Regions from separate parts of the Mus musculus genome. Here region 1 is linked to region 2. The links are chromatin contacts, called in public HiCAR-type maps. All regions are on one chromosome and are shown on one strand. The core of a region is the stretch at or near the end of the contact, and the rest is flanking DNA. Distances in the headings are between cores, read along the strand shown. Region 1 has its middle 120 kb from the start of Gm27521. Region 2 has its middle 65 kb from the start of E130114P18Rik.

Region 1 (4,665 bases), core at 919-3,418, 610 kb before region 2:
CCCCTTATTATATATTCTTTATATTTGAAAACCAAGGAAAAATAAAGAAAGGAAGGAAGGAAGGAAGGAAGGAAGGAAGGAAGGAAGGAAGGAAAAGAAAGAAAGAAAGAAAGAAAGAAAGAAAGAAAGAAAGAAAGAAAGAAAATAAGGAAGGAAGGAAGGAAAAAGGAAGGAATGAAGGAAGAAAGGAAGAAAGAAAGAGAGAGAGAGAGAGAAAGAAAGAAAGAAAGAAAGAAAGAAAGAAAGAAAGAAAGAAAGAAAGAAAGAAAGAGAGAAAGAAAGAAAGAAAAATACATCTTCAGGTCCCCACTCTCACATTACTGTGAGCCCTAGCCACAGATAGCACACAAAGTAAAAATCCTCTGTTTTGGCTTCTTTTTTACTGCCTGAAGCTCTTGACACCTATCCATCACTGGCTCTGGCCACTCAGCTTTGATCCATGTGGTCATAAGCTTCTTGGATTCCTTGCTCCTTCAGTCTCATGGTCATACCATATTTTGCATAGGTGGGTATTCAATAATCATTTGGCTAACTGTATTGAAAGGAATGGAGTTTAATGAATAATATTTATATAATTTATATGGGAAAGGGATTTAAACAAAACAAAATAAGGGTATTACCCAGAATACCCAGTCACTTATGGTCTACAATGGTAGTAAGAAGGTAACATTGAAGTTCTTATCTGGGAAAAACTAATGGGCTAAGAAGAATAAAGACATATACATGATGTGCATGCATCATGTACACATAAATATATATGAATAAGATGGATTGCTTGATGAATACAGTTGCACTGAGTCAATTGTATAAGCGCTTTTGCATACGAAAAAAGTAAAATAGTAGGAACAGACTTTCAGTAAAACAAATATGTGTTAGTCCACAGCATATAATTGTTCCATCATGTAATCCAGGCATACTTAATCTGGTTCTTACAAAGTTCTCACATGCTCTCCAACAATAGGGTTTTTTTTTTTCTAGCACAATGAGAAACATGTGATGATCTCACTGTTTTCTGTCTATGATCTCCACATCTCCACCCTGAGCTCCATGCAGCCCAGGCTTTTTTCCTCAGCTGGCAGGCACAAACCCCAGATGCCAGGCTGTAGAGGATATGTATTTGCTGCATCTGGTTTCTTAGCAGATTCGACAAGCCTCTGTGCTGGCAGCTGAAGAAATGCCTTTGGGCTGATCACATGGTGAAAACTCCCAACTGGCTGGAACAATCAGCAACTGTGATTCAGCTGGACACTGGACGGTTGATTTTGCCCATCCTCTGATGTCTTGGATAAGTGATTAGTGGCTTTTGTCTTGAAAAGTATGCTCCCAAATGACAGTCCAGACCAAGAACTAGCCTGTACTCTCACCTCTTATAATCTTATAAGTTGTACACAACTGAATTTTGTTTCCTTCATCAATGAGAATTTTCCCAGAAACATGGACTACAGAATGTCTTTCACATAGGATGCCTGTCACAGCAGCACTTTACATTTGGAAGGAAAATTAAGTCAGTTAGTAAAGCTCCCTAAATTTTCTGATGAAAAAAAAAAAAAGCAGGCTTTGAAAAGGGAGAGGATTTTGATCAGATACATAGAAAGCAGAACAAAGCAAAGCCCACTGGCACGAATGCTGCAAATGAGCACATATAGAATGAAAGATGAAGAGCAGAAAAAAATTGCACCTGAGGATGAAAAACCACAGCCAAGTGGTTTTGTGTATTCTCTGTATCAGGAGAGGCACCCTGTGGACAAGAAGACAAGTAAAACAAATATCCTGTGCAAGTTACACTAATGGGGGCCACCTATTCTCAAGGCCTGAACTCTTACAATATAAAATTCTGTAATTCCACTCAGAATTTATTAATATGTGACAGTTTAAATAAGATAATCCATTCTGTATGCAACAAGATTATGGATTTTAGAAACAAATGTTGAGAGCTTGTCATATTAACACATACCGTGCTTTATAAGGAGTGGTTATCATAACTTAGAAGGTGAAATTGCCAATAAAGCAGGAGTGTAAGAGCAGGGTCACAGAGTGAGTTTTCTGACTGTGTTCCTGGTGGGAATCATGTAATCAGCCAGGGAGGATGTCCTGACACACATAAGTGCATCCACAGCTGCCACAATTGTACCAATTCCCTCAGCTGCAGTGAACAGCCATTTCCAGCAGGGGACATCCACAGCTCAGACAAGAGAATCTTGTCCAGCCCAGAAATGATGAATGGAGATGATCCAGCACTTAGATATGAGCCAAAAACCAGCCAGGACGACACTCATCCCATAGAAACCAAAGTTCTGGAAAGAAGACCTTCCAGAACTCTTGAACTGTGAGCAGCTACGAATGCCAGTAAATCTGAGTTTCTCTTACTTTATTTACAAGCTGAGGCTGGACAAAGACATTGAACCTTGCTAAAGGAGTGGGAATGGGGGTATGACACATTCTCTTGAGCCTGTGACAGATCAAGGTAACCAGGTGCCAGAGACTCACAGTTATGGCACAGCCATGCTGGCAAGACTGTGTGGCTTGGAATTTTCTTTGGCTGCTATCTGGATCCCAGGCTTTGTTTATTATCTGCTCAGGAGCCAGAAAGAAGATGGCTACACATTAGATTTGTCCTTATGACAGTAGTAGGCTACCACATATCTAATAACCATCTCTGGGGGGGGGTGTACATGTGGTTACATAACTAGATTTATATTTTACTCTGATATGTAGATTCAATTTACCCACCCTGTGAAGTAGGCAAGTTTATGGTATAATTCTCACACTTCAGTCATTTTTGCTAAATTCTTGTCATTCTGACCAACTTAGTGCTGCAACTCAAGCCTAATGTGACATAATCAGTGTATGTGTTTGCTTCCTATCGGGATCAGCAAAGAACATTGCAATGAGGATGGCAGTGTTAGGAATGTTTGAAGGTGTTTTTATTTATATTATCAAGGAATGATAAAGTAAATCAATAGAAATGTACACTCAAACTTCCTTTATTAATTCCATGGGACAGATCATTGCTGAAGCCTTCTACAGTCTTTGAATACTGAAAATATTCATAAATATATGAAATTTTTGATGATGTATCCTGTATATAGTTTAATCTTTGATGACACCATGTAGTCTTATCAAATATCTAATTCAAATGCAAAAAGTGAATCAATTTCTTACTTACAGTTTCTGTCAGGCTCAAAAGTATAAATACTTCCTCTAGGGAAGGCTTCATAAAAGAAGGTCAGGGCACTGAAAACAGAGTAGGAAAGAGATACAACTTACCAAACGATTCTATAATGTTTCTAGCATATTTTAAACATAATCCTCCAGGAGTATAATAATAAACATGATAACAAAAATAATTAAGAACTGGTGAATTCTCAATGATCAATGTTTTATTAAAATATAGGGATTTCTCTCTATCCTATATAATCATTTAAAAGTGTATAGAAGCCTGCACAATATCCAGCATGATAAACACAATTACAATGCAAGGAGAAGTCCAATGGTCAGATAGAAATTTTTAAAAAGGGTTGGGAGCCTCCAACCTCAGAGAGTTACTGAGGAAAATACTACATGAAAGCTACTGTGCTTTACATGGAATCAGCCATACACCTCTCCCTATAGCCTGAACGTATGCTTCACTACATCGCAGGGCAGTCTCGAACAGAGGAGAGGCTGAGGCTGAAAGAAGCAAAGGGACTCATTCAAGTTCAGTCAGCTGATCTGGGCTAAGAAGATTGCCTGGCTTTAAACACTGCAACAAATAAGGCAACCACCACTCAAGAGTGTTGCATGGGAGGGGGCAGCAGAATTTATAAATATAGGTGATGCACAAGGATGCCTGTGAAGGAAAGTGATGGCTGGACCTGAGAATTTGAACAAATGCATTGCTTTTATGATTTACTTCATTAATGATTGTGGATCTTTGGACACTGTGACATGTGCTCCTCTGAATATCAAAGTCGAGGTCCTGGTGACAGACATTTCAGCTGAAGAGAACAGTGCCATGGTATTTTACTGAATCCTAGCTACTAGTGGTACCACAGTTAACAAGGACTGATACGATAAGATAGATTAGCTGCTTTTTCTAGTTATCACTCCCTCTGGTCCTATCTCTACATTCCTTTCCCCAGAAGATAAGGGGAAATTCCCAAATAAGAACATGAGTATGCAAATACCAAATTATGTTCCTCTCAAGTTAAAAATGCAAGGCCAAAGTATAAGAACTGAGTTAGTACATGCATTTCTAGACTGCATGAAACTTCTACCACCAAGAATACTGGCAAGCTGAAGAGGAACCTACTAAAGGTGAATTTGTATTCCTATGAAAAACATATTTTCTGACTACCAATGCTACAAGTATCACAAATATGTACAAGGAAGCAGAGATATTGTTCAGTTATGGAATGAACGCATGAAGCCCCAAGTTCAACCCTCCATACTGCAAAATAACAAGGAACAATAAAAAAGCCAAACAAGAGCCTGGTGTGGTGGCACACGCCTTTAATGCCATGAGTTCCAGGACAGCCAGGGCTATACAGAGAAACCCTGTCTCGAAAAAAACAAAACAAAACAAAATAAAACAAAACAAAACAAACAAAACAAAACAAAACAAAACAAAACAAAACAAAACAAAAAAGCCAACAAATAAATGATCCTAGATGGGTTTTATGTTTA
Region 2 (4,433 bases), core at 1,359-3,858:
GGGACTTCAGAGCCAGGCTGACTGTGGCTCTGAAAGAATGGTTCTGCCACTGCTTTGTTTGACAGAGTTTACAGCAGGTACTCAGTACTGGCTACACAATATTCTATAGAAGGATCTATCTCATGTCCTGTAGATGGCAGGTCTTCCTAAGTCATTCAGTCGACAAATCCTTACTAAGGCCCCATACAGTGCCTGGCAAAGTGTTGCCTACTGTAGTTTCCTGCTATGGATACGGGGAAAAAAACTGGCAACCAAGCAGGCATTAGACAAATAATTTTACACACACACACACACACACACACACGCACAAAATGAAAAGCCAGTTGTGTTCTATTCTGAATTGCTCAAGAAGCCGGTGATGGTTAGGCAAGGAAGTCAGTTGTTGAATTTCTATGGCTTCAGCTACTTCATGAATTAGAGATGGCAAGATTGGATGCAGTTAAAAAAACAAAAATCCCTAGCAACCATCTAGGAGAGGCTTGTTGAGGCTTGCAATAAATCGGGGCTGATGGAGACAGTCCTGGACTGACATTGTTGGGAGGGAGAAGAGGGAGTGAGGCAGAGATGTGGTATTAATGGCACCCCTATTGCCAGTGTTGCTGCGTAGGAGGGGGAGAATAACACTAATCATCATGCACGTGGCTAGCTTGGTTTCCCTGTCCAGGGAGGCAAGATGCCAAGAGGCACAGGTGTTCCCTACCATCGAAGGAGGCTGCTCCCTCTCTTGATTGCATAAACAGGCCTCCTGCTTTCCTGCCTTCTCAACATCCAGTCTCACCCTGGGGAGTCCTGGCCGACCATCCAGGGTGCTCACCAGAGAGGGAAAGGATTGAGGGGGTCTGAGTGAGGATGAGGGCACCTTCTGGCCAATACTGAGGAGTTGTTGCTCAGGCCTTACAGAATCTGCAAATGCTGTGGGTCCACCTGGGGCAGCATCCGCTCTACTGCCATCTGTTTCCTATCGAGGCTGAGCACGCTCGTGTGTGTGGTCACAAACGCACAGAAAAATCATTCTGCCAATAAATATGGAACGTTAGGCTTCGTTTGTTTTTTTTTTTTTTCCTCTTCCTTTTAACTGACTTACAAAGTGAACCCTGAAAATTCTGACTCCTTCTACCATGCTTCGCCCAATCCCAAGGAAAATATAATGACGTCACATTCCCCTTGAAATCTATACTTTATTGAAGGGTTGGGCGGGGGGCTTATTGCACATGTACAAGGGCCAAACCAAAGGAGGAAATGTGAGCAAAGTGGTTGCATCCTTTTGCAGTCAACTATTATAAAATCTGGCCATCTCCCGTGCTTCATGAAGACATACAGTTTCCAACAGGCCTAGTTTTACTTTACATAATTGTAACCATCTCAGCATGTCAATTAGCATAGAATGTTACCTTTGGGATGGGATCAATTAGAGACCTGAAGATTGAATTTGGAATCATGATTAGCCCGTTTTACATTTTGCCTTCATTTTCTAAAATATACAATTGTCTGATTCAGCCCAGTTTTTTTTTTTAAAAAAAAAAAAAAAAAAAAACGTATTGTAAACTTATTTATTTTTTAACCTAAAACAGACATGGGAGGCTGGTTAGTAACAGGAACCATGGCAAAATGGAGGATGGGGGTGCTATTTGATTAGAGCCTATTCTTAAATTTCCACAGCAAGAAAATATTGAGAGTAGCGGAATGGTTGCTGGATTTTCTTAAGAGCTGAAATCATTATGCTCTGGCGGAGTTCCAAGTTCTTCTCTTTTTTTAGGTTACAATTTGAAACGGTGCAGAACATGCTATAGTGTTGTAGTCATTCATGTAATGTCATTGAATTGAGCTTCTGGAAATAGACAAAGGACTTTGTGTCCCAAAATGTTCTTCTGGCGGAAAATTGATAGCAGCATGAGATACGCTATTACGAGGGTTGGTTCTGCCTCCAAATTTGTGCTGACTAAAGTGGAGAGAGAGAAAGAGAGGGAGGGAGGGAGGGAGAGAGAGAGAGAGAGAGGTTTCAAACAATGCTATACACATTTCCAAGAGGAGCTGTAGAAGTTTTCCCGGGGTTACTAAAATAATGTGAAGCTCTTTGTTTGCTTTTAAGTTGTTTCCCAAATGGAGACAATGAACAGGCAAACGCATGACATGAAATCCTGGGCTAATTCTCCCAAGCCCTCCCTGCCCCCATTCCAGCCCTGAGAAGTGTTTCCCGTTCATTGAAGCCCTGAGTCTGGAGCTCTTGCCAGATTCGTCAGAGTGACAGGCGAGTCCAGCTTCAGCAGCCAGAGATGCAGCCTGAATGCAAATCAAGGCTAGGCCTGGGCTCTCTGGCCAGGACACATGGTGTTGGGCCTGAGCTCATAGCTGGCCAATTCTTTGCCCTGATCCCTTTCCAAGCTTTGCCATCTTCATTGCTGCCACCCCTTTTAGGAAGAAAAGTTAGAGCTGTTTGTGCATGATGTGAAAGATATGCCAATAAAGCCCCTTTCCATATAAATAGCACATCAAAATATTACCAAATAATGCTGGTGACTTTGCCAGCAGGCAGAGGACTCCATCTGGAGATAATATCTTCCAACTGAGAGGCGTCCAAGGTGCCCTTTCCTAGGCAACAGGCACGCTGACCCACATGGGGCTAAATCCCATTCTATCTGAACATAAGCAATCCTTCTTCTGCTATACACAGGCCACCTGTGCCGGATCCCGGAGCAAACAGCTCCAATCCAAAATTAACTCATTGGTCATTTCCTCTGAGACAAGAACAGCGCCATCCTTCCCTGACCAGTCTGATGATGTCTGTACATTCTCCAGAGAGACTCGAAATAGTAAGTACAGGACTAAGGACAAGATCCCTCAATACATTCTGTTACCTGCTCTGGTCCACTCAGTGACAATAGGCGAGCTCACTGTTGGGTCTGCTCTACAAAGCATCTAACCGTCTAAGTCAAGTTTCCCAGCTTCTCTGAGCACAAGGATCTCTGTAAAGTTTGCAACCAGCATCTGGATGAAATGCTAAACTTTAAATATAGAAGGTGGACTGTCCCAATGGCAGATAGTTTCTAATGCACACAGAGACTCTTTCCTGTTCTCTTGGTTCTTCCTCAGATTCCTGGTGAGTGGTTACTAGACACAGGAGCAAGGGTGAGTCAAATATGGATAGGGTCCCCTAGATCTTTATAATCAGTTCAGAGTTTCAGTTCTTATTATGACTAAAGGTCTCTGAGGTTTCTTAGAGAGGCCTGCGTTCTCTGCTTACCCTGGTCACCAAGTTCCTTTTAGAGGACTATTGCTGACTTGGTTTCTGCCCACTTAATCTGAAAAGTGGCCATTTCTCCTTACAGTGGACTGCAAAGCATGTGTGGGTAAAGGAACACTTTTGAAGAGCTCTCTAGGCTATGGCGAGAGCACTCAGAGAATTCTCTTGCACGCTGATGTTGCACTAAGCAACAGAGGCATTCAGACGCACCTTCCTTAGACTTCCATATTTTTCTTTTTTCTCCCTGGTTTAGCATCACCTCTCACAGTTCCTAATTACTGAAAGAAGTTATCTAAATTGCTGAAAATACAAGATTTGGAACAATCCCTCTTCTAGGGGCAGGGGGCATAGAGTGGTCACTGAAAGGCAGACTTAAACTTTCATACCCTCATATCTCAAAGACTATTAACACTAGATCAGTTTTTACAATGGTGTTAAATGTAAAAGTTCTCTCTGGTCATGTATTACAGAGGTCTGATGCCATTCAATTCTGTCACCAGTCATGTCCTGAATCCCTTCCATTCTAGGCACGATTCTAAGCCCTCTCAGCACACATCCTTATGATTCCCCACCACACTTTTTATCTGGGGAAACTGAAACTGGGGAAGGGCCACACATTGTCCAGGACATCCCCATCTATCTTTTTAAAGCTAGTCTCCCAATCAATCAATTACTAAACGTCCTACAGCTGAGCAAGTGTTAATTGCCTTCAAGGTATAAAGATAGATATAAAGGCCTGAAGACAAAGCCCCAGACAGCACTGGGTTATAAACAGCCTGTAGAAACTTAGAGTTACAACTTTGCAGACACACACACATACACACACACACACACACACACACACACACACACACACACACACACACACACACACCTGGATTTGGATCCCAGCTCCAATGAATTTGTTGGATGTGACTGGGCAAGTTACTCAACTTCTCTGGGCTTCATATTCCTCAAATACAAAATGAAAACATCAGAAGTAAGTGCCCAATTCAGTTGTTTGGGGGCCTAAGGAGATAAAGCATTCAGTGCACACAGAGCCATGAGTGGGCACTTCTCCTTATTTTGATGAACATGATTGTACAGCTTGCTTTGTAGATTCAGCATTTAAATGGTTAGATCTCTATGCTCTGAATACCCTTTTAAAGAATCATTTGGGCAACTAGTCAATGTTTTATTATATAGACACGCC

What was found. HiCAR-type assays count read pairs that join an accessible place to other places.
Region 1: a contact with region 2 is called in a HiCAR-type map of astrocytes, with 4 times the contacts expected there. The contact joins two enhancer-like sites. A contact is called at or near these places in 2 of 484 Hi-C or Micro-C datasets (cerebral cortex and cortical neurons) and 1 of 115 datasets of contacts at active chromatin or transcription factors (astrocytes).

The regions. Positions count from the first base shown.
Region 1 is chr4:97,035,678-97,040,342 of GRCm38.p6, forward strand. No RefSeq gene overlaps it. Among named protein-coding and RNA genes, the nearest start is that of Gm27521, 120 kb to the left of the region's middle. Within about 2 kb of position 2,169, at least 11 of the 459 cell types and tissues checked have an H3K27ac peak or open chromatin away from gene starts, as enhancers often do. A contact at or near this core is called in astrocytes, where this site is marked.
Region 2 is chr4:97,647,218-97,651,650 of GRCm38.p6, forward strand. It overlaps a transcript of Nfia not described here. Among named protein-coding and RNA genes, the nearest start is that of E130114P18Rik, 65 kb to the left of the region's middle. Within about 2 kb of position 2,609, at least 108 of the 459 cell types and tissues checked have an H3K27ac peak or open chromatin away from gene starts, as enhancers often do. A contact at or near this core is called in astrocytes, where this site is marked.